Linked DNA regions of Mus musculus: regions 2, 3, 4, 5, 6 and 7 are each linked to region 1. A link is a contact called in public promoter capture Hi-C data. All regions are on one chromosome and are shown on one strand. Each heading gives the region's core, a stretch centred on a gene start, on an enhancer-like site or on the middle of the called end of the contact. The rest is flanking DNA. Distances are from core to core; before and after follow the strand shown.

Region 1 (3,103 bases), core at 336-2,835:
TTGGGGAGACCGGCTCAGGAATAAGAATGCACTGCAGTTTCAAGAGCCACCCTGAAGAGGAGAGAACTGTCTAGGAGTCCAGGTGAGGGAGGGACGAGAACAAAGTGAGTGCCTGCCATTTAAAGGATGGTGGTGTGGAGGGAAGCGGGGTAGGAGGGAAGAGGGGTTAGCGCACTTGAGGGGTACCTAGCCAACTGTACCTTTCACCAAGTATTCACAACATGTTCAGTTCAGTAATGGGGTTGCAAGTAGGGGAGTCCACCAGAGCTCAGGGCTCTGAGTCTGAGTGAAGTCTGGATGAGGGTCTAGATGTGAGGACAGATGTCTCAGAGAAGGCGCCTCACCTGCTTCGGACCTGGGCAGGCTCCACATCAAAGTAGGGTCTGAGGATGTCAATGTTGGCATACAAGCTGAAGGCCCTGGAAGCCTGTCTCTTCCCTGCCTGCCACATCTGAAGGGAAATGGGTATGATGAGACTCTTGGCTCTAGATTGTTATTCAGTCTCGGCGAGATTTACGTGTGGGTCTAAGTGGAAAACCTCGATCAATTTAGGACATGCATAGGTCCTTTTTTTTTTCCCCATTGGCTTACCTGATCTGCTACCTGCCGGCTCAGTTGTCCTTTAAAGCCTTTCATGCCAAGAAACTCCCCATCCTCTTCTTCTGCAGCAGCTGCATCAGCATCTACTTCTTCCTCCCGCAGGCGCTGGTGCAGCTCACCCATGTCCTCGAAGCTGGAGCCTGAGGTATCGTCCATGTTCTCCATATCAATCACAGCCGAACCCCCACCCTGTGAAGACAACGGCTCGGAGAGTGAGGGGCCCTTCCATTGCATCCTCCCCGTTCTCCGCTCAGCTGACAACTTGAGGCTTTGATCTTCCACTGCCGAGGACATGGCTTGGAACTGCCACTCTTTCAGTGGTGGCAACTCTTGGTCGCGTCACTTTTGTGGTCCTGGAAACCCTACTATTTATTTTCAATCCACGTTGTTTTCCTACTTTCCACCTCAAAGCTCCAAAGAGTTGCAAAAGAGCCCATCTGCCATTCCCAATTCTCAAACAAGCCTATTTTTAGGGGGTGCCAGTGGATCCTAGCCTCCAGCCCCCACAGAGAGCCGAGGCCCGCGGGAGCCCTAGTTTGTCCCTTTCACGCCAGCACAAGAGCTACACCCTTCCCCGGGAAGACTCAAAGGGGACAGGCTGCGTTTCAGCGGAGCCGACCTCTAGGCCCCGCGAGAGAGAACAGCAGCCACCGTCCGGACGCCGCCAGCCCGGGGCTGCTGGCAGCAGGCGCGCTCCATACCTGGATGTTTTCTTCGAAGCCTCCCCATTCCGGGCCAGCACCATTTCGGACGCCGCTGGCCGGCGCCGCCGGAGTCGCCATGTCCCTCGAGGCTTCCCGTCGCTGGAGCACGCGCGCGTGGGAAGAGCGTGCGACCCGGGTCCGAGGGAGGGAGAGGTTCAGAGGGGCGACCGCCCGGGCAAGGTGGGGATCCGCCGGGACGCCGAAGGGAGAAACCCGGATGTTTGGCCCCACTTGACGTCCGGAAGTGAAGGACGTGGACAGAGGCGGGGCAAGATCTCGCGACATTCAAGATTGCGGGAGCCCGAGCGTTGCTGCGGAGACGCAGGCGCGGACTCGCCTCCTTTTACAGCGAGTGGCGGAAGATGGCGGCGGCTCAGGCGGTGGAGGAGATGCGGACTCGCGTGGTTCTCGGAGAGTTTGGGGTTCGCAATGTAAGAGATCGGGGCGCGGGAAGGATGAGGGCGGCACGGGGAAGTAGAGGCCTGGTGTGAAGGCTGGCCACACTGCCCTTTCTGTTGGCTCTAGGTCCACACCACGGACTTTCCCGGTAACTACGCCGGTTATGATGATGCCTGGGACCAGAACCGCTTCGAGAAGGTGGGTAGAGCTGAAGGTGCCCAGTCGGCCCGAGGGGCCAGACCTCGCAGGTTGGGGTGGGGGTCGCTGTTTCCATACAACACGCTTGAGCTCCATGGACGGGTCAGACACGGTGGTTGCTCTCGGTGGGATAATGGACCACACAGACAAGTTATTCCAGAATAGTAAGATAGCGGTGAAGATGGCTGGGATATGGTCAGGAATCATTGATGCACTGAATCCAGCTAACTGAAGGGACGTAGTTAAAGGTCAGTGAAGGGAATGGCATTTGAATTAAGCTTTGAACTATGAATAAAAGTTGAGTAGTGAAGGCCTGATTGGAGCTTCATTATATATGATTTTTTTAAAATTCACTTTGAAACTGTTTCTGTTTAGCCCTGGCACTCTCTCTATAGTCCAGGCTGGACTTGAACTCAGCCATCTACCTGCTTCTGTCTCTGCCTCCCATGCACTGGGATTAAAGGCATGAGCCACCACGCCCAATTTAGAATTTTTGAGTAGACTGATAACATTTTGCAATCTTGATAGCCAGGAGGGAATGAATTCTGGTGAATCTGCCAGCTAGTGTATGCAGGCTGAAATTGGGGGCATAGATGAACTCCAGACAGTACTAACGGAGTAAGGCAGGGAGAACTAGACGATTTGCACCAGTGCTCTGGGGAGGCAGTGTGTGAGAGAAAGGACTTTGTAACTTGAGGACCCTAAAACTTTCTTGATATGCGTGTTTGCCTGCATGTGTATTTGTGCACCACTGTGTGTTAGTGATCCCTGCAGTGTGAGGAGAATGTTAGGTCCCACCAGGTGCTGGGAACCAAACCCAGTTCTTCTGCAAGGGCAGTTAAGTGCTCTTAATAGCTGAGCCATTTCTCCAGTGGCACTGGGGAACTGTTGCTGGCTGTGTCGTTTGCCAAGCAGGAGAACAAGAATGAGGGTACACTCAGGTGCCTGCTTGTGAAGTCTATGTGCTTGCTTGAGCCAGGAGCATGGTGGAGGTCAGCCAGGGGATTAGAACCTAGGAGACAGGAACGTTTACTGTGTGGGTGGAAGGGGAAATTTAGAAAGAAGAGCAGATAAGGAAATTGGTGTTCAAAATCCAAGGGAATGTAGTTGAGAAAAGTAGGTATTAAAAAATAACGACAACAGACATGCAAGTATCAAACGGTCTAAGTAGTGTGGGAAGTTCTGCTTTTTGTATAGTAACT
Region 2 (3,103 bases), core at 446-2,945, 1.5 Mb after region 1:
GGAATTGCCACCTCTTAAATAGGGGGGGGGGGGAACCACAACAATAAAAAGTTTAAACTATTCTCTAAGAACTAATCAAATGGTAAAAGACAATGGAAGCTATAGATAATTAAAGAAAACTCTAGTTAGCACTGTTGTCTTTCCAACTAAATCTGCCATTAGCTTTAGAACCAGAGTTCAGAGCATTTTGCTTTAGTTTGCCAAGCTGTAAATAAATACTAGCAGATCTACAATTTGAATGAAAGGCATTATAGAGATTCTAATTACGAGTCCTTTTAAAAGCATAAATAGTTCAAAAGCTGGCCTGACTTAAAACTCAACCAAATAAAAAACTGCAACTGGCTCTCAATCTCTCAACTTTTTCAGACCTGTGGGATCCCATGCAATAAGCACCATGCCTGTGTGTCTACTTACTTACATTGTAATTAATTTGCTAACCAATTAAAAAATCAAGCTCATCAGAGCCACCTGCACCCGGTGGTTACCATATTGGTAGCCCATAGAGTATAGCATTTCCAGCTTGGCATAAAGTCCCCTTGGGCAGTGCAGCCGGAAAAGGGTGGGAAGCTTGCAATAGTATGGTTAAAGTAAGGTCTGGTTGTGCAAAACATTATCTTAGTAGTCATATTCCGCCTCGCTGGAACACGCAGAAATTCTACCAGTTGTTTCTTTCTTTAAGTAAATCTTTTAACAGTGAACTAACTCAAAAATACTGAGAACTCAGGTTTTATCCCAGATAAATATGTACTGGTTTCTTCCTGAGTCTACTAATTCCAAGGACATAAAGCTAATTTTAATCCGGGTGTTCAGTAACAACACTGCTACTGGGATCCTGTCTGACCGTCAAATATATTCCACTATCCCTATAACTCTTATCACTTGTCACATCAACTAGCCTGACTTCCAATATAGAAGGCAAGATGACAGACAATTTCCTTGGAGCTCAAACGTAATTAATCACAGCTGGCGTGATACAAGCTTTTAGCACACAGATCTTCTCCCATAAACCTGAGTTTTGAGCTAGGCTGCGATGATCCCCATCTATACCCCCCGACACCACCGGCTAAATGATTTATTTCCCCAGGGGTCCCAGAGGCGAGCTCTGACAGCAACATCTCTGTGTCCTCTGTCCCTCAGCCTGCATGCACACTGCACTTCCTTCCACTACCACTTCCTAGCTTCCTAGCTTGCCTTCTTGGAGGACTTCCCACCCATTTGGGTGACAAGCCTAAACGGTGCCTCTCCGCCCGGCCCCGAGGGCTCCCCTGCCTCACGCCCACCGACAACGGGGAGGAGCCACGGGGCACCCCACGCTCGGCGGCCTGCATCCGGCTGGGCCCGCAGCCCCGGGCCAGGCATTTGGCTGCCACGACGTCCCTCAAGTTCCCATGACCTCGCCCCACTCCCCGCCGCCCCCACGCGCCCCCACAACCTCTGCTTAAGACACGTGGAGGCACGGCTGCGCGTCCCGCGTGGAGAATGAGAGGGGACAGAGATGGCGCGGTGTCTGCGGCGGCGGCGGCCCCGGGACACGACGGGCAGGGGGGCGGGGAGTGGGGGGAACCAGAGATTGTAGAAAGGGAAAAGGTGACTGAGCTAGGCTGGAGGGGGTGGGGGTAAGATGGCGAGAGCGCCACTATGAGGGGCGGGGCGGGGGTAGCGGAGCCTGGGGTGACTAGAGGGACGGGCCAAGCCGTGCGGCGAGAGCGCATGCGCACCCGGCTGGCCAGCGCGCGCGGTCGCGGGCCTGCTTCTTCTACTTCCGCCACACTCCGGGGGCGGGGCTTCGCGCTCCCGCCTCGGCGTACGGAGCGGCCCGCAGCCACGCGGCGGAGCCTCAGAGCGGGAGTTGTGATGAGTCGAGTGAGCGATCTGGCAGAGGAGCTGGATTTGGCCTGTGGTGACTCTGCAGACCGTAGGAGTGAGCCCGAGGAGCTAGGATTATTGAGAGTCGGTGATCTGCACTGGGAGAAGGTCTATGCAAGCTTCTCTTCAGGGGTTGGTCAGGTGACCAGAATTGTTTCCAATGACAAAGGGGCGCAGAGTTAGGAAAGACTCTCTCCTCAGAGAAGCACTGTGTGAGGACTCAGTCCGTTCTAGGACCTGGGAACACCCACCTACCCACCCCTACCGGCCCTTGCGCAAAATCGAAAGCCTGTGAAAACTCATCTGCAAAGTTACCCCACCCCACCCCCGTTCCTTTCTACAAAGTTCCATTACTTTAAAAAGCATGCTTTAGTTAATAACTTTCACTATTGGGGAAGCTTTATAAACAAGCAGTGGTGATTTTTCCTTGCACCACTTATATTGAATTGTATGTATGACCTGTCTTCCCGTGTTTGATGGTTGCAGGTGTAGTACCTTAATGAACTGGAGACAATTGTGTGTGATGTTTTCACTCGGCTGTTTAGAAAAGAAAATATCCACTATCCTACCATTTCAAATATTATTTTTATTATATTATTTTTACTATTATTATTTATATTAGTCACTTTTTTCGCTAGGGTTTTACTGCTGTGAATAGATACCATGACCAAAGCAACTCTTAAAAGAACATTTAATTGTGGCTAGCTTACAGGTTCGGAGGTTCAGTCCATTATCAAGACAGGAGCATGGCAGCATCCAGGCAGGAATGGTGCAGGAGGAGCTGAGAGTTATACATCTTCATCTGAAGGATGGTAGTAGAAAACTGGCTTCCATGCAGCAAGGATGAGGGTCTTAAAGCCCACACCTACAATGACACACCTACTCCAACAGGGCCATACCTTCTAATAGTGCCATTCCCTGCGCCGAGCATATACAAACCATCACATTCACCTTTACCAGGTCTTTTCAAGCACTACTTACTTCATTAATGTCTTGCCTATGAATGTATGAGTTCTGAAATAATCCTATTTGCTGAGTGTCTTTAAAACAGCCATTCATCTGATCATCTCCTCTCTGGATTGCAATTGTCTTGTGCTTAGTCCTCTGTAACTGCCAGACACTTCAATATTTGCCAAATACACTTCCAAGAGTAGATTTAGGATGTGGAGGGTCAACATGAAGTGTAAGATCCAGGCTCACTCTGCCCAAAGCTGAGTGCGAGCTATATGGGAAAGTA
Region 3 (3,103 bases), core at 200-2,699, 1.4 Mb before region 1:
CCACCCGGCGGGGCTGCGGCGCCGGACTCGCTCCCAGGCGGGGGAGGCGGTCGCCCACTGGTGGACGGAGGCGGGGGGGCCCCTGGGGTAGACTGGCGGCAGCGGTGGCGCGCACGGCACAGCCTGGGGCGGGGCGGGAGGCTGCACGCAACCCTGGCCCGCCTCTTGCACAAGGACTTGGGGGCTCTGAGATGGGCATTTCTGATGGGTTTGGAACAGAGGAAGAAGGACCCGATCCAAGCGTCGGCTGGAACCGTGCCTCCTCGGATGACAAGATCACCTCCCGAGCTGCGCTTCTCTCTGCAGTTCCCACTCTCACCCTGGAAACCCTGAATGGGGCATCCAAACGGCAGGATAGAGACGGCCCACAGACACCCGGGAGTCCCATAGAGGACAGCCCCTGCCCCACCTGCTCCTCTTCCTCTGAGTCGGAACCCGAAGGCTTTTTCTTTGGCCAGCGCCTTCCAGAGCCCTGGAAGACCCCCGAAAACCTGCAAGCAGATGACAGAGACATCTCCAGGAAGCACTGCACCATTTGTTAGTGGCGCGGCCTGGAGATCAGGGTGGTGGGATTGGGGTGGGGTGGGGTGGGGGGACTTATGTAGCGAGATAACAAGGCTGTGCTGTGTAAAGACCGGACACAGAAGGCAGCCAGGCACGCGGGATAATCCCATTGGTACTGCACGCTCTCTGACCTGAAAGACACTTTCTTGGGAGCATCCCACTGCCCAGCGCCTACAGGGTGAGCTAACCCCTATCCGCAGAGGCTGGGCTAGCCTCACCGTCATCACCTTGCTTAAACTAACTGGGTTGTAGAGCAGCACTGGGAACCGACCCCCGTCCCTGGGAGGCGGGGCCGCGGGGCTCCGCCTCCGATCAGGCGTCCTGGCTCTACGAACTCCTGGAGGAGGTGGGGGCGGGCCTTCTCGCTCATTTCTTACGCTGATCGGCGGAAGTGCGGAGATCGGAAGTTGCGCAATCGGCTTGCGACGACCCGGTGCGACGCTCGGTTGGTACGTGCTTAGTGCTGGTATGGCTTCCAGCGGAGTGACGGTGAGCGCCGCCGGGTCGGCCAGCGAGGCCTCAGAGGTTCCAGACAACGTGGGAGACTGGCTCCGCGGTGTCTTCCGCTTCGCCACCGATCGAAACGACTTCCGGAGGTAACCAAGCCCGGGCCGTCTCTGGTCCTCATAAACTTAAACTTGTATTTCCTTACCTGGTGAGTCTGGCATGCATCCCCAGAGGTTTTATCGCTTTGAGAACCTTGTGGTCTCGTGGTGGCAAAAGACACCCTGTCACGTGGCTTTCAAGGAATGACGCTCCGGGCTACAGCGATAGTTCAGACGCCAAGCCTGAGGATTTGGGATCCATGGGACCCGCCGATCCATGAGACCCGCAGGGTACAAGAAGAGACCAACCCCTGCGGGTTGTACTGACCTCCACACGTGCGCTGTGTCGCGTGCACGCGCACGCACATACACAAATTAAAGAACGTCATATTTTTAAAGAAATCGCCCTAACCTAGAAGGCAGGGAAGGGGTGCCAACGCATAAGCAAATTTTAGCCCCCGCAGAGTACTAAGTTGGCCTTGGCTTGTGTTAGTAGATGCGAACGTAAAATTCTCATGTGCATATTAGGAGGACATACCCCTGTATCAGGTGTCAGTCAGCACCTCCAGAAGGTGGTGCTGAGAGGAAACTTGCCATAGTATGTCATTAGCTGCATGAGACTCTCGGACTGTAGGGTTAATGAAATGTATTCTTGACCCAGGAACTTGATCCTCAATTTGGGACTCTTTGCTGCGGGAGTCTGGCTGGCCAGGAACTTGAGTGACATTGATTTGATGGCCCCTCAGCCAGGGGTGTAGCCAGGTAAGACTTCACTTTCCCCTGCCTATTTCAGGAATCCTAAAAGATGAAGACAGCAGTATGTTCTGTCAGCTAGTCACAGAAGTAGGGAAGATTCTTGGGGTAAAGCCTTGCCCTTGTGTTTCTAGGTGAGAGCAGTTCTCCTGTGTTTCCCCGTTTCTGATGCTGTTATCTGCTTACAGAGAATGGAACTCCTGTGTATTCAGACTTTCCAAAGACAGCCTACTGTCTGTGACCACAAGATCCTACCTGAGTGGCAGCTGAAGTTGACTCCCTCTCCTTGCCTGAACCCCCCCCCACTGCCCCCCCATCCCCCAGTGTCGGCTGAGATGTTGCCTCTGCACGGTTCTGTGTGCAGTTCCCAACTTTCTGCAGAAGATGGTCCTTGCCCTTGTCCTGAAGAGTAGTAATGGTTCTTGAAAAAGATTTCAAATAAAGCCTGCACATAAAAGACAGGTATTTTATTCTTTTAATAAGAAACTTATTACAAAAACAAGGTGTAAAAAGTCCGCTTACAAAAATCAAATAAACATGACTTGTATTTCACACTCAAGAGACAGGCATGAGCCCCAAACATGATCTGCAGTGGAGATGAAATGGGAATGGGACCACCCACTTCCCAGGGATGCACACGTGCCGCAAAGCTGATTCTTGAGCAGTTCCTACTGCTGAGTCTTCCTGTAGGAAGAAGGTGGTGGTTGTCGTTTTAGTTTGCCAGGTGGGTTCTCCAGGGACCAGGGAGGCATTGTTGGGATAGAGTGAGACCTGGTGGCAGGAGTGGACAGTGATGTGTGGGTGGAGACAAACGTGTCAGGGAGCACAAGGAAGCAGCTTCCTTCACAAACAAAGGTGCTCCCTACCCTGAAATTCACACTGGTGCTGCTGTCTGGTGTTCTTCCAGGCACGCAGAAACCAGCACAGAAAGACTCCTGTACCAGGGAACCAGGTGGCGGTAGAGACGGGGTCTCCATAGTTTCATGTAGTCAATTGACTGGGTATTTTAAAACTTTTTTTATGCACCAGCCGCTTTGGAACTGGTTGTGGGTCACAGCATGCGTCGGAAAGGATTAGTGTGTCTGGGTCATAGCTGCATGACTGTTACAGATGTTACTTAAAAAAGGAAAAAGACAAAGCAGCTTTCCTGGACCTGCTGGCACATAGCTCATCCAGTCAGTTCTCTGAGGCCTACCAGTATAGCTCATTGCAGAAAAGGCTTCAATTTGACCTCCAGAAAA
Region 4 (3,103 bases), core at 211-2,710, 1.3 Mb before region 1:
CCTGGTCCGTATAGATGCAAAGCTTCTCAATAGTCAGGGGCGTGGTTTCGCGCAGCTTGGAGGCCAGCAACAGGCAGACGGTACCTAGAAGCTGCAATTGCGCCTTTCGGGTGGGGACGCAGGACAGGTAGCGATCCAGGTAGTTCATAGCCAGAGGGAAGACATCCTCCTCGCAGCGCTGCTCCTCACACACCTGAGGGAGGGCGCACGAGTCATTGCTAGGGAAGGACCAAGTGAAACACGGCAGCGTGGAGAAGTGGGGGTGGGGGGTGGAGGGAGAGTGGAATGCGAAGCAAAAAATAAACCGAGAAGGGATAAACTTAGAGCGACAAGTATCAATAACCGAGGAGGATGTGCCCTCCCCAAGGTGACCCCCCCACTTCCTCTGCATGGTCTCTTCCCCACCCCGGAGTAGGGGGTGTAAAAGAGAAGCCCATGCTCACGAAGGATTCCAGACTCCCCTCCCCCACGGCGAGCGGAAGGGGGACGGAAGGGTCACCTAGAGAGAATTGGGACCTTACCCTCATTACCGCCACCCACTGCACACACACTCCCAGGGGGAAGGGAGGGAACTCCTGCCGCGGTCTCCCGCACTTTTCATTTCCCTGTGGACCGGAACCGAGCCTGCGCCACCCCCACCCACCAGTTTCCCCCGCCAGAACCCCGCGATAGACACAGGAACCAGTTCTGGGGCTAAGGCGGCCGAGGCCAGGGTTTTCCAAACGCGCCCTCCAGAGAGCACCGGGTGAAGAAGGAAGCAGGAGACACCGAGGAAAGCCACTGGGGAAAGAGTGGCCCTTAGCCCGCTTTCCCGACCCAAAGTGAAGTTTAGTTACAGTGCCAAGTGACTGGAAATCACAGAAGAAGCCGATCAGGATTGGGGAAAGGAAAGGGACAGAACGCAGGCAGCTGCTTAGGGCGCCTGTGTGAAAAGGCCAGGCCCCAGTAGTCTGGGCCGCCAAAGCATCTTGCAGATTGTGGTCGGGATCGCAAAGATCCGACAGGGAAAGTTCAATTTGTCCCAGAGCCGGGGGTGGGGGTGGGGTGAGGAGAGGGGACCCGTTCGGGCCTTACCTCCAGCATCCAGTATGCCAGCATCTTCCGCATGTGCGGCTTGATCTCCTTTTGCACGCACTGGAAGTAGGAGGCTCGCGGCACGTAGCGCTCCTCCAGGCGGAGTAAACTCTGCAGGACACGCTGGTCCCCAAGCAGCCGCGGGTCGGGCCCGGCCCGGGGCGCGTGCCGGGTGCCCTCGCAACACAGCAGCTCCATCCTGCGATGGCTCACGGGTGAGAGCAAGAGTGCGGGTTAGCGAGTCCTAGGAGAAGCGACGCGCGTGAGGGAGAGCGCGGGGTGCGGGCGGGTCTGGCGCTGGCGCTGGCACTGTGCGGAGAAGCCCCAGCCCGCCCGCCACCCGCGCGCACCGCTTCCCTGACAGGCGCCCCGCCCCTCGCGACGATGTAGCAACCGTGGAATGCTCCTACGTCACAACGTTCTAAGGGGCGGGGCCGCAGTCGGAAAGGGCTGGCGGGCGCTATACCCTCCCTCCCTCCCCGCAGCCCCATTGGTCCGCTGGGCTCCGGCCCGCACGCTTCCGGGCCCTCGGGTCCCTTCTGACCAAGAGGGTAGAGAGAACTTTCTGGAAGGGTGCCCTCTTCCCCATCAATGGGCCCCGTCGCGATTCTAGCCACCCAGGAAAGAACTAGGCGCCAAAAGTTATTCCTTCGTGTATACGTCATATTTCATTGCTCTAGGGAATGTGGTCATAACTTTGTACATAGTTGGGTCACTCCTACCCTAAAGTGGCTTCTAGGAATGGCCTCGAGTTGGGCTTTATTTTGCAGACCATGATACTGAGGCACAATAGTAGCTGCAAAGATCTCATTGTTGGTCCGTCGGGAAACTTGACTTAGAATCTCGTCTACTTTAACGAATTGCGCAGATCTGCAGCAGCATCTGGGAGCATGTAGTTTCTGTCCGATTCAATGGCTCAGAGGGTAAACTATCCTGGCATCAAGTCTGGCAACCTGAGTGTGATCCCTGGGACCCACATGATGGAAGAGAAGAGAGCAACTCCCATAAGCTGTCCTCTGACTTCTACACCAAGGCTGTATGTAGCATGTGCGCACACACCTTCATGCACATACACAACGAAAATAAAAAGCAAAAGAAGAAATGCAGTTTCTCAGGTCTGCTGAATGGGACACTGCGTTGCACCAACGGAGGTGTGAGCAGTGTTGGTCAAAATCAGCATATAAAAAGCCATTTGGTGCTGGCTGTGGTGGAGCAAGCCAGTAATCTCAGACCCAGGGAAGTGTTGGCTTAACACCAGGATCCACTATCCACTATACAGACAATTCAAGGCCTGCCTAGAGTCTCTCTCTCTCTCTCTCTCTCTCTCTCCACACACACACACACACACACACACACACACACACACACACACACGGTGGCAGGGGGTGGGCTGCAGATATATCTCAGGTGGTAGAGCTCTTGCTTAGCATGCTCAGAGCCCAGGGCTCAATCCCCAGCACTGCAGAACCCAGAAACGATCAGAAGATTAAGGTCACTGTCTGCTTCCTAATGAGTTCAGGAGCAGCCTGGGCTATATAAGATTTTATCACAAAACCAAGCAAACCAAATGATAATAGCCCATGGAGAATTCCAGGCCAGCCAGACCCATGTCAGATGACTCAAATAACAAGGAAGGAAGGAAGGAAGGAAGGAAGGAAGGAAGGAAGGAAGACAGGCATGACAGAGCACCCCTTTAATCCCAGCACTTTGAAGACAGAGGCAAGCAGATTTCTTTGAGTTCAAAGCCAGCCTAGTCTAAATAAGAGTTCTAGGTCAGGAGGAGCTAATATCATGAGACTATGTCTCAAAAACAAAAATCAAGGGAAAAAAGGATGTAATAAGGAAGGCAGGAAAGAGGAAAGGAGGGAAAGAAAGAAGAAAGCCCACCACTAAGACACTGCTCTCTCTGCTCAGCCCAAGTGAGCCCCAGGAAAGCACAGGACAATATATAAGCAGTGAGATCCATCTACACACTAGTCTACACACTGGACTATGCACTGGTCTACACACTAGTCTACACACTGGTCTA
Region 5 (3,103 bases), core at 194-2,693, 1.3 Mb before region 1:
TTTTTTTTAAGATTTTATTTATTTTATGTATATGAGTACACTGTAGCTGTCTTTTAGACACACTAGAAGAGGGCATCCAAACTCATTGCAGATGGTTGTGAGCCACCATGTGGTTGCTGGGAATTGAACTCAGGACCTCAGGACCCCAGGAAGAAGAGTCAGTGCTCTGATTGACCACTGAGCCATCTCTCCAGCCCAGTATGTGTTCTTAACTACTGAGCCACCTCTCTGCCCCAAAGTGTATTTTTAAAAGAGATTTATTTGTTTCAATTATATGAATACACACACTGTAGCTGTCTTTAGACACACCAGAAGAGGGCATTGGATCCCATTACCGATAATTGTAAGCCACCATGTGGCTGCTGGGAATAGAACTCAGAACCTCTGGAAGAGCAAGCAGAACCAAAGTGTTTTTTTGTTTTTAAATATTTATTTATTGCATACATGTGGGTATATTGGTCTTGTCTTCAGACACACCAGAAGAGGGCGCCAGATTTCTTTTTCTTTTTTTAAAATATTTATTTATTTATTATATACACTGTAGCTGTCTTCAGACACACCAGAAGAGGGCATCAGATCTCATTACGGATGGTTGTGAGCCACCATGTGGTTGCTGGGATTTGAACTCAGGACCTTTGGAAGAGCAGTCGGCGCTCCTAACCGCTGAGCCATCTCACCAGCCCCTCTTTTTCTTTTTCTTTTTCTTTTTCTTTTTTTTTTTTTTTACAGGGTTTTCTCTTTGTAGCCCTGGCTGTCCTGGAACTCACTCTGTAGACCAGGCTGGCCTCGAACTCAGAACTCCACCTGCCTCTGCCTCCCAAGTGCTGGGATTAAAGTCGTGCACCACCAAGGCCCTGCGAAGGCGCCAGTTCTCATTGTAGATGGTTGTGAGCCATCACGTGGTTGCTGGGAATTGAACTAAAGACCTCTGGAAGAGCAATCAGTGCTCTTAACCGCTGAGCCATCTCTCCAGACCCAAATTGTATTCTTAGTGTATTTCTGAGAACTTACTTCATACAAATGGCTTTGTTTTTGTTTTTATTTTTATTCTTTTCTTTTCAGGGAAAGGGTCTCCTTATGTAGTCCTAAACTGGCCTTTAATTCATTGCATAGCCCACGCTAGCCTGGAACTCTAGATCCTCTGGTCTCAGCTCCAAAGTGCTAGGATTACAGACGGCAGGCTCCTGGACAAAATATGTTTCTTTTAACTCAGTGCATCTCACAGTGCGTCTTCCAGATCAATTGCTACAGCTACTGACTTAAGTGTCCAAGAAAGCTTGGGTCACACAACGCCACGTGAGCTTGGGCTATCCCGAGCTCCCTCCACCCCCACCCCAGACTCACACGTGTTCGTAGAGCTTTTCTATAAGGCGGGGCACCCGCGGCCCCGCCCTTCTCCACCTCCCACCCCGCAACTACAAGTCCCATCGTGCCCCGCGCTCACGCACACTACGCAAGAGCAAGATGGCTGACACGGCGGCCGGGCCTGGTGGCTCCGGAACGGTAAGGGTGGAGAGGCGCGGCGTGAAGCCGAAAGAGTTTGGGTCTTCTGGATCTCTCCCACGGTTTGGGCCACGGTCTCGAACCGAGAAGCCCAGGCCCGCTCTGAGACCCGGGGCTGGAGAGTATCTCTGGCCGTAGGCGGTCCCCGCTGCTTGGCTTTTGGCAGCGGCCTCCTGAATTGCTGCATCTGAGACTTGATTGGCTTGTTCCTTGTTGAGGTGGGAACCCGGAACTCCTTCTGATTGGTCTGAAGAGGCTGTTTTTATCCTCTTACTGGCCGGCCGAAGTTGGAACTTCGTAAAATATTTACTTGCTCTGCCTTTCTCTGCGGTGATGCCTAGCTCTCCTCTGCATCCTGTGGTGGTAGCTGGTTTAATTTTCCTGGTTACTGAAATGGTGTGATGGGACAAGAAGATAGTAGATTTATTCGCTCAGTACCATCATTCGTGTATATATTCTTCCTTTGCTTTTCCCTCTCTCTTCCTGCCTCCTCTCGCGCCTGCCTCTGCCTCCCGGGTGCTGGGAATAAAGGCGTGCCCACCACAGACCCGCTCCTGTAACTTTGCTCCAGAAAGAAGTGAATGGGGCTGGAGAGATGGTTTAGTGGTTAAGACGGACTTGCTGGTCTTTCAGAGGACCTGAGTTTGGTGGAGTGGCTCACAATCACCTGTAACTCCTGCTTCACGGAATCCGGGCCAGCGCGGCACCTGCACTCGCAGGAACACACACACGCGCGCAAAACACACACATCTAGTGGTTCAAAGTCTCACTCTGGGCTTCTGATTTCCAGAGACCGGGAAGTAAGCAATCCACTAACCCTGCTGATAACTACCATCTGGCCCGGAGGAGGACCCTGCAAGTGGTTGTGAGCTCCTTGCTGACAGAGGCGGGATTTGAGAGTGCCGAGAAAGCGTCTGTGGAGACACTGACAGAGATGCTGCAGAGCTGTGAGTACCAAGAAACACTAGGCCCGCTGTTTCCTTTACAGACCCCCCCCCAGCTCCGTGAACTCCATCCCAGATTCTCTCTCCCCTTCTCTTGGAAGACTGTTAGAGACTCAGCTTCAGGCAGAAGAAACACACATGTCCATTGTAGAATGAGACTGTTTCGATGCTTATACATGTGGGAGAGACACAAATAGCAACCTTGTCATTTCAGTCGTCTGCAGCGGCATTAAGTGGCATTAAGTGTTACACAACTCTCAGCGTTATCCATGTCCAAAGCCCTGTATCCCTGAACAACACTGGATTCGGTCTTCTCCACAGCCCCAAGAACGTCTCCTTTCTGTCTTTGAATTTGTTTTTGTTTTTTAATATAACCCTTCCCCGCTTTGGTTTTTCAAGACAGGGTTTCTCTGTGTACCCCTGGCTCTCCTGGAACTCACTCTGTAGATCAGGCTGGCTTTGAACTCATAGATCCATCTGCCTCTGCCTCCTGAGTGCTGGGATCAAAGGCACGTGCCACCACCACCCAGCCTAATCAATCAATCAATCAATCAATCTCTCTCTCTCAATTTACTTATTCATTTTATGTATATGAATATAATGTAACTGTGTTCAGACATCAGCAGTAAGTCTCAGAGGCTGAAAGCATTCTAGAC
Region 6 (3,103 bases), core at 392-2,891, 1.2 Mb before region 1:
CCTTAGGAGAACAGAACCATTTATCCAGTGGGGGTTTGTTTTGTACATTTACTTATTTATTTTGCGTGGGGGAGAGGCAGGCAGCAAGCACATGCCACAGCCCAAATGTGGAGGTCAGCGGGCAGGCTGCAGGAATCTGTTCTCTTTTTTCACCATGGGTTCTGGGGAATCAAGCTTAAATCATCAGATTTGATGGCAAGCACCTTGGCCCACTGAGCCATCTTGCCAGGACTCCTGAGTGGTTCTTTGGAGTCTCTTCTACTTATCAAAGAGCAAAATCCCAACTGTGGCCTTTAAGCTATTTATTTGGGGTTGGAGAGATGGCTTCTAGAGGGGACCCATGTTTGATTCCCAGCATTCACACGGCTGCTCACAAGTGCCTGTAATTCTGCCTCTAGGGCTTCTGATAACTTCTTCTGGCCTCTGGTGACCACTGTACATACATGGTGTACAGATATACATGAAGGCAGAACACTCATAAACATTATATATACATATATGTATAATACATATATATAATATATTATATATATTATATATTATATAATAATAGATAGATAGATAGATAGATAGATAGATAGATAGATAGATAAATAGATAGATGTTTGCTTTGCTCGGTGAAATTGTAATGCTGGCACTTGGGAGGCAGAGGCAGGAAAACCACTGAGCGATTCAAGCTAGCCAGGGCTAGCAAGATCCTATCTTGGAACAAAAGATGAGAGCTTTTGGTTTCCTGTAGTTTCATAAACACAAAAGAATCTATCTCAAATGCCCTTCTCCCAAGTGTCACAACTATTTATCCTATGAGGAAATTCAGATTCTGCCTCCTCCAGGAAGCCCTTCTTGATCATCCCTTGTAAATAACACCGGCTGCCTCTGCCTGGCCAATGCTCTACTGGGCAGCATCTCCTAGAGCGGGCACAAGTAATGCCAACTACATCCTCCCTGCATCCAGGGCCTGGCAGGCAGGCAACCAGTGGCCATCAGGAATGAGAAAAAAAAAAACTCCTGCTGGGTTCAAGTTGGCCCCCACCACTGGGTGCCTCTCCTGATCTCGAGCTTCCTGCTATGAGTCTCAGCCCTGCCTCTTCCCAGAAGCCTCCCCGGGTTGGCATCAGGAAGGAAGGGAGTGGACAGTGGGCGAGGCGGATGTGGCAGACCTGCTCCATTTTTGGCAGGTGAGGTGGCCCACCTAGAACAGACTCTGGGCAGTGAGCATACTCACCAGAGGAATGAAAGTCAACAGGGGCCGGACTCGTGGCCGGGCTTTCAGCGTGGCTGTTCCCGATTCGCTCACAGTGTTGAACCGATTGTCTCCATAATAGATCCCATCTATGAAAGGCAGAGAGGGGTGCAGTGAGCTGGGCGTCAAAGAAGGGGACCAGGCCACCTGCAGATCCCAGAGAGGAAACCAAGCCTTGGGGTTGCGGGCTTTCACACTCTAACACAGTGAGATCCCGTGGTTGTGGCGATGAGATTGCTTGTGGAAATGGCGAGGTCCCGTTGTGGAGCAGACTGGGGTGGGTGCCCGAGGCTTTGGCCCACAGCCGCCATCACTCTCCTGACACCCTCCAGTACACCCTTCCAGCCCTCCACATTCACACAGCACCTGCCCCTGAGAGCCAGGCAGAGGCCTGGGCGGTGGAGGGCGAAGCTTATCTGACATTTCTCTCAAGTGTTTGCATTGCTAATCTGGAACAAGCAGAGCAGAGGAGCCTCCTGCTGTCCCCTGTGGCCAGCACCCCTCTCTAGGTCAAGCACTTCCTGACCCCAACCCACCACCACCATTGTGTGTCCGTGCCCTTGTCTGTGTGTGTCTGTGTGTGCGCGTGCCATCTTGCTTCAGTGTACCCTTGACTGCAGAATAGAGAGAGAGCAAAAGAATTAGTGCAGCAAAAATACATTAAAAAAAAATCCCACTGGTTGTAAACGTTGTTTAACCTCCCCCAAACCTTAGGTGTCCTATCTGCCCAACGGAAGTGAGAATGTCAACTTTATATATCAGCTATGGGGTATACGTGTGGCCAGTATACAGAGGGACTGAACTAAATGTGATCCCTAACCCGGAGGGAAGATGACACAGAATAGACCCTCCAGACCCTGCTCTGGGCTGTACCTAAAGCCACGGACCAGTGAGTTGCAAGGTTCACAACCAGTCTCTCTCACGACCTTTGACACCACTGATAAGAATTCGCCATTTCCTCCCACGTCCGTGCGTACTGTCACATCCACAGGCCTCCTGCTTTGTGGGTCATACGTACAGAAGGCGGTTGCCCTATTTAACAGACCTGAGGGAATGAGGGACCTTCTTCTCTCCAGCCAGAGAGGAAAGAGGTCAGAATCTCACAATTAAATAGAGCCCAGGGTAGTGGTGCACGCCTTTAATCCCAGAACTCAGGAGGCAAAGGCAGGCAGAGTTCCAGGGTAGCCAAGTCTGCATCGTGATACCCTGTCCCAAATAAATAAATCCCAATGAACCAGACCCTTGGTGGTGCTGGTTAGAAAACAACCGTACACATTTTAGGAGGAAATTGAACAGAATTCAGAATTGTGCAGGTGGCTTTTGCTCCAGAAGACTCGGGGGGGGGGGGTGTTTGATGTAATAAGGGTACCCAGCGATGGGAGGTGGTGGCAGGGCGCACTCGAGACTCTCCATCCCCCCACGGGTCCCCGGATAACAGCTCCACTGTGCCCACCATTGTTCCAGAACACAGTTCTCAGAGCACTGGGAGTGAACATGATGTCCTGGTCTGGCTTGTCAGGCTCTGGTCTGTGGACTGTGCACACAGACCATGGGTATCATGAAGCAGGGAACGCTGACTGCCGAAGCCCACAGGTGTCTAGAACAGAGCCTGTTCCGAGCCCGACCCCTTCGTGTGCCCGAGAGGGTGGGCATTCTGTCATCACTGTCTCACAGGCCCCACGACCCAGCCCTGACGCCTGGACACTGTTGCTGGCATTGGTCCCTGGTGGCTTCACCTCTCAAATACTGGTGGTCAAGGGACTGATGACACAGGAATGCTAGCTAGGAGCTCAAAGCCAGCTTAGGCTATGCAGTGACTTCTAGGTTAGCCTGGGCTACACTGAGACCTTGTCTCAAAAA
Region 7 (3,103 bases), core at 198-2,697, 1.1 Mb before region 1:
ATTTGGTGTTCAGTGGAGTCTTCCAGAGCTGCGTGGGTTGTACCATCTAGTAAAAGATGGTATGCGAAAACTAACGAGAGAAAAGCTGCCTTTGCTGGAAGGCTGCGTCCCAGGCTTACTCTTCTTCAAATTTGCTTCTGCTTTGGAAAGCAGGCTTTCTAAAGTGTTAACTAACCTGGGACGATATCGAGGCTGGAGTGATGGCTCGGCAACCCTAGCAGACCACTCGAGTCCCACAGAAGGCTACAAATGGGCTTCAGTGGCAGAACCCTTGTCTGGTGTAAGCAAGGCCCTGGGTTCAATCTCTAGTATGAAAAACAAACTTTTTGGAATCTTTGATCCTTTTTTTTTTCGAGACAGGGTTTCTCTGTGTAGCCCCGGCTGTCCTGGAACTCACTTTGTAGACCAGGCTGGCCTTGAACTCAGAAATCCGCCTGCCTCTGCCTCCCGAGTGCTGGGATTAAAGGCGTGCGCCTCTTGCTTTGGCCTCTCAAGGGCTGGTATTACAGGTGTGGGCCACCACCTCTGGGTTACATGCTGCTGTGGGGCCGACAGGGCCAGCTTTAGGCATTAGGCCCTTGAGCAACCGAGCCACAGTGTCAGCTCTTCCTTTTTTAAAGAATTCGTTTATTTTGGGACAGGGCCTCAATATGCAAGCCAGGTTTTACAAGTAATGCTATTTCAGGGTCAGCCATCTGACCCAGTTCTGAGCATTATTTTCAAAACTACTAAATGACCATTGAGAAGAGTCACAAAAGTTTCAAGACCAAAGTTCTTGAGAACAGCCTGGTTTTTTTGTTTTTAATTTAAATTATTTTTGTGATAGGATCTCAATACATAACCTGGCTGTCTTCGAACCCAGAAGTTCGTCCGCCTGCCTCCTTTCCCCAGTGCTGTGATTCATGCCATGCGAACTCCAGGCAAGTTTTCCTTTTTCAAAGACCCTCTCGAGGGAGATCTGACCCATTCCCCTGACCTGGGAGCTCTCGGGTCACCTCCTCAGCCGTGGAGGCGAGCAGGGCGTCCCAGTGGGGCTGCACCGGGGCTTTATGTGACCCAGCGTTTGCTGGCTCGGTTCCTAAGAATCCGAGACCAGCGTTGTCTTCTCTGAGCTCACGGTTTCCATGGCCCTCTCTACCGTGGAGGGAGGGCTCTGAACGCGTTTTCCTCATCCTTCCTGCTCTGACGTCTTACGGTTCTCGCTCCCGTCTTGCCAATTTATGTAGGGTCCCTCGAGAGAAAAACCTGCCCTTTTCTTGTCACTTTCTAATAACTTCCTCCAACGGAGGATGACTCCGTACGGGTCGGGCAGAGGGTGGCAGCGAGACTCGACGATGACGGCGCCGTCGGCAGCCGGGACCCCACGCCCACCCCTTTACCTGCTGCAGGCGCCGGCACAGAGCCACACACGCTGCGCGCGCCGCCATCTTGGTGCCCTGATCGCCCAGGACCGCTTCCGGGGTCACAGCATTGTTCGCGAACCATAGAGTTCGAAAAGGAAAGAGTGTCTCCTGTGTTCCGACACTGAAACAACCATAGAGACGGTGCTCCTTGAATTTTTTTAAAATTATATTTTAAATTTTCTATTTTCTTATTTATTTACTTATTTATTATTCACTCATTCATTTAAGGTTTTGAGTGGATGCGTCGCTTCCGCCGTCTGGATAAACTCCCAGGTTCTATCTATACGCTGTCTATCCTAAGATCCTATTTGTCTTGGGTGGTTCTGTTTGCTTAGAGACAAACACAACAGAAATACTTGGGAAGGAAGTTGCTGCTGCTACTGAGTCCAAATTCTAACATTTTACCTTATTGCAAAAGGCGTTTCATTCTTAAACTTTGTTCACACCATCGGAATGCCAGGCTTGTTAATGGATTTTTCTAAATTGTGTTTTTCAAAATGCCTTCCCATGCAATTTAGCATAATGGAAGCTCCACACTTAGGCGCTCTGGTTTCTATTTAGGTGGGTGACTTGATCAAATTTCTTCCGTACTTTGAACCCCCTTTTTTTTTTTTTTTTTCTTTCACTTGCCAAGTAGAGATGAGAACAAATCATACTTGCAGTAGAGGATTAAATGAGATTAAAATGCTACATGATAAATGTCATCCTGAATTTGTGACATCTCTTCTACATCCTGGGCCTTAAGAGGTTGTTGGGAAAATGAATAAGGGTCAACTTAATGCGAATGAAACAAAGTATATGTCTTAGTAAGGGTTTCTATTGCTGCTACAAAACAACATGATCAAAAAGCAAGCTGGGGAGGAAAGGGTTTATTTGGCTTGCACTTCCAGATCACAGTCCATCACTGGAGGAAGTCAGGACAGGAACTCAAGCAGAGCTGGAATCTGGAGGCAGGAGCTGATGCAGAGGCCATGGAGGGGTCCTGCTTACTGGCTTGCTTCCCATGGCTTGCTCAATCTGCCTTCTAATAGAACCCAGAACTACCAACCCAGGAATGGCAGCACCCACAGTAGGCTGGGCCCTCCCCCACAGATCAGCAGTTGTGAAAATGCCTTACAGTTGGATCGTATGGAGATATGTCTTCAACTGAGGCTCCTTCCTCTCCAGTGACTCCAGCTTGGGTCAAGTTGACACACAAAACTAGCCAATACTATATCTCCATAAACCATCATGCCAATGTAAAGCTGGGTCTCCCACAAGCAGGCATTAATTCTTATTTGGCAGGCCAGAGAACTAAGCAAAGGGTAGAATGTCCAGATGGCACAACTGATGAGAGATTTATGAATATGGACCACTTTCCTGCCCCTCAGGCGGGCCTATATGTGATCTCTATATGGAAACAGAATCTTTAACTAGTGTGTGGCTGGATTTGGCTATGCCCTACCTGCACAGGCAACCCAGAAGTGTCCTCAGAATTAGCTCTGGTGGCCCCTCTCAGCCAATGATCTGTTCTGACAGTACCCCAACCTTAATCTCTTTACTACCTCTAGACTTTGCATCCATCTCTCCGTATGGTCCTTCATGATGGCTTCTCACCCAGCCTCCAGTCCTTCTGGGTGGTCTCAGCTCAGGGAGTCTACTGCACCCCTAACTAGGGAATGACTCTCACTTAGGATACCTAATCTTATGCTCACAGAAGT

What was found. Promoter capture Hi-C pulls out the DNA fragments that hold promoters and counts their contacts.
Region 2: a contact with region 1 is called in a promoter capture Hi-C map of pre-B cells, with 2.4 times the contacts expected there. The contact joins the promoter of Supt3 here to the promoter of Polr1c in region 1. A contact is called at or near these places in 1 of 39 promoter capture datasets (pre-B cells) and 1 of 115 datasets of contacts at active chromatin or transcription factors (pancreatic cancer cells).
Region 3: a contact with region 1 is called in a promoter capture Hi-C map of liver, with 4 times the contacts expected there. The contact joins the promoter of Tomm6os here to the promoter of Polr1c in region 1. A contact is called at or near these places in 4 of 39 promoter capture datasets (hippocampal neurons, liver and pre-B cells).
Region 4: a contact with region 1 is called in a promoter capture Hi-C map of hematopoietic stem and progenitor cells, with 4 times the contacts expected there. The contact joins the promoter of Ccnd3 here to the promoter of Polr1c in region 1. A contact is called at or near these places in 2 of 39 promoter capture datasets (hematopoietic stem and progenitor cells and liver), 1 of 484 Hi-C or Micro-C datasets (B cells) and 2 of 9 other capture datasets (adipose tissue and liver).
Region 5: a promoter capture Hi-C map of liver shows a contact between it and region 1, with 3 times the contacts expected there. The contact joins the promoter of Taf8 here to the promoter of Polr1c in region 1. A contact is called at or near these places in 4 of 39 promoter capture datasets (cranial neural crest, hippocampal neurons, liver and 1 more) and 3 of 115 datasets of contacts at active chromatin or transcription factors (astrocytes, microglia and pancreatic cancer cells).
Region 6: a contact with region 1 is called in a promoter capture Hi-C map of liver, with 3 times the contacts expected there. The contact joins the enhancer-like site here to the promoter of Polr1c in region 1. A contact is called at or near these places in 4 of 39 promoter capture datasets (hematopoietic stem and progenitor cells, hippocampal neurons and liver) and 1 of 115 datasets of contacts at active chromatin or transcription factors (pancreatic cancer cells).
Region 7: a contact with region 1 is called in a promoter capture Hi-C map of liver, with 5 times the contacts expected there. The contact joins the promoter of Mrps10 here to the promoter of Polr1c in region 1. A contact is called at or near these places in 1 of 39 promoter capture datasets (liver) and 2 of 9 other capture datasets (adipose tissue and liver).

The regions. Positions count from the first base shown.
Region 1 is chr17:46,246,527-46,249,629 of GRCm38.p6, reverse strand. Polr1c (polymerase (RNA) I polypeptide C) reads left to right here and starts at 1,585. Exons shown (of 9, transcript NM_009085.2): 1 at 1,585-1,735; 2 at 1,830-1,901. The coding sequence starts at 1,667. It overlaps Yipf3 (Yip1 domain family, member 3), which reads right to left and starts at 1,550. Exons shown (of 9, transcript NM_145353.2): 1 at 1,302-1,550; 2 at 592-789; 3 at 345-451. The coding sequence starts at 1,382.
Region 2 is chr17:44,775,758-44,778,860 of GRCm38.p6, reverse strand. Supt3 (SPT3, SAGA and STAGA complex component) reads right to left here and starts at 1,695. Exons shown (of 12, transcript NM_178652.3): 1 at 1,433-1,695. It also overlaps a transcript of Runx2 not described here.
Region 3 is chr17:47,685,956-47,689,058 of GRCm38.p6, reverse strand. Tomm6os (translocase of outer mitochondrial membrane 6, opposite strand) reads right to left here and starts at 1,449. Exons shown (of 3, transcript NR_045945.1): 1 at 942-1,449; 2 at 410-491; 3 at 1-329. It overlaps Gm20517 (predicted gene 20517), which reads right to left. Exons shown (of 9, transcript NR_157366.1): 9 at 2,320-3,103. It overlaps Usp49 (ubiquitin specific peptidase 49), which reads right to left. Exons shown (of 7, transcript NM_198421.2): 7 at 2,320-3,103. It overlaps Tomm6 (translocase of outer mitochondrial membrane 6), which reads left to right and starts at 673. Exons shown (of 3, transcript NM_025365.3): 1 at 673-1,160; 2 at 1,771-1,871; 3 at 2,051-2,414. The coding sequence starts at 1,033. The coding sequence ends at 1,867. It also overlaps Prickle4 and a transcript of Frs3 not described here.
Region 4 is chr17:47,591,824-47,594,926 of GRCm38.p6, reverse strand. It overlaps Ccnd3 (cyclin D3), which reads right to left and starts at 1,460. Exons shown (of 5, transcript NM_007632.2): 1 at 1,075-1,460; 2 at 1-193. The coding sequence starts at 1,272.
Region 5 is chr17:47,500,631-47,503,733 of GRCm38.p6, reverse strand. It overlaps Taf8 (TATA-box binding protein associated factor 8), which reads left to right and starts at 1,443. Exons shown (of 9, transcript NM_022015.4): 1 at 1,443-1,503; 2 at 2,294-2,450. The coding sequence starts at 1,465.
Region 6 is chr17:47,444,794-47,447,896 of GRCm38.p6, reverse strand. It overlaps AI661453 (expressed sequence AI661453), which reads right to left. Exons shown (of 5, transcript NM_145489.2): 2 at 1,226-1,332. Among named protein-coding and RNA genes, the nearest start is that of AI661453, 9.7 kb to the right of the region's middle. Within about 2 kb of position 1,641, at least 22 of the 459 cell types and tissues checked have an H3K27ac peak or open chromatin away from gene starts, as enhancers often do. A contact at or near this core is called in liver and pancreatic cancer cells, where this site is marked.
Region 7 is chr17:47,367,231-47,370,333 of GRCm38.p6, reverse strand. Mrps10 (mitochondrial ribosomal protein S10) reads right to left here and starts at 1,447. Exons shown (of 7, transcript NM_001146212.1): 1 at 1,380-1,447. The coding sequence starts at 1,427.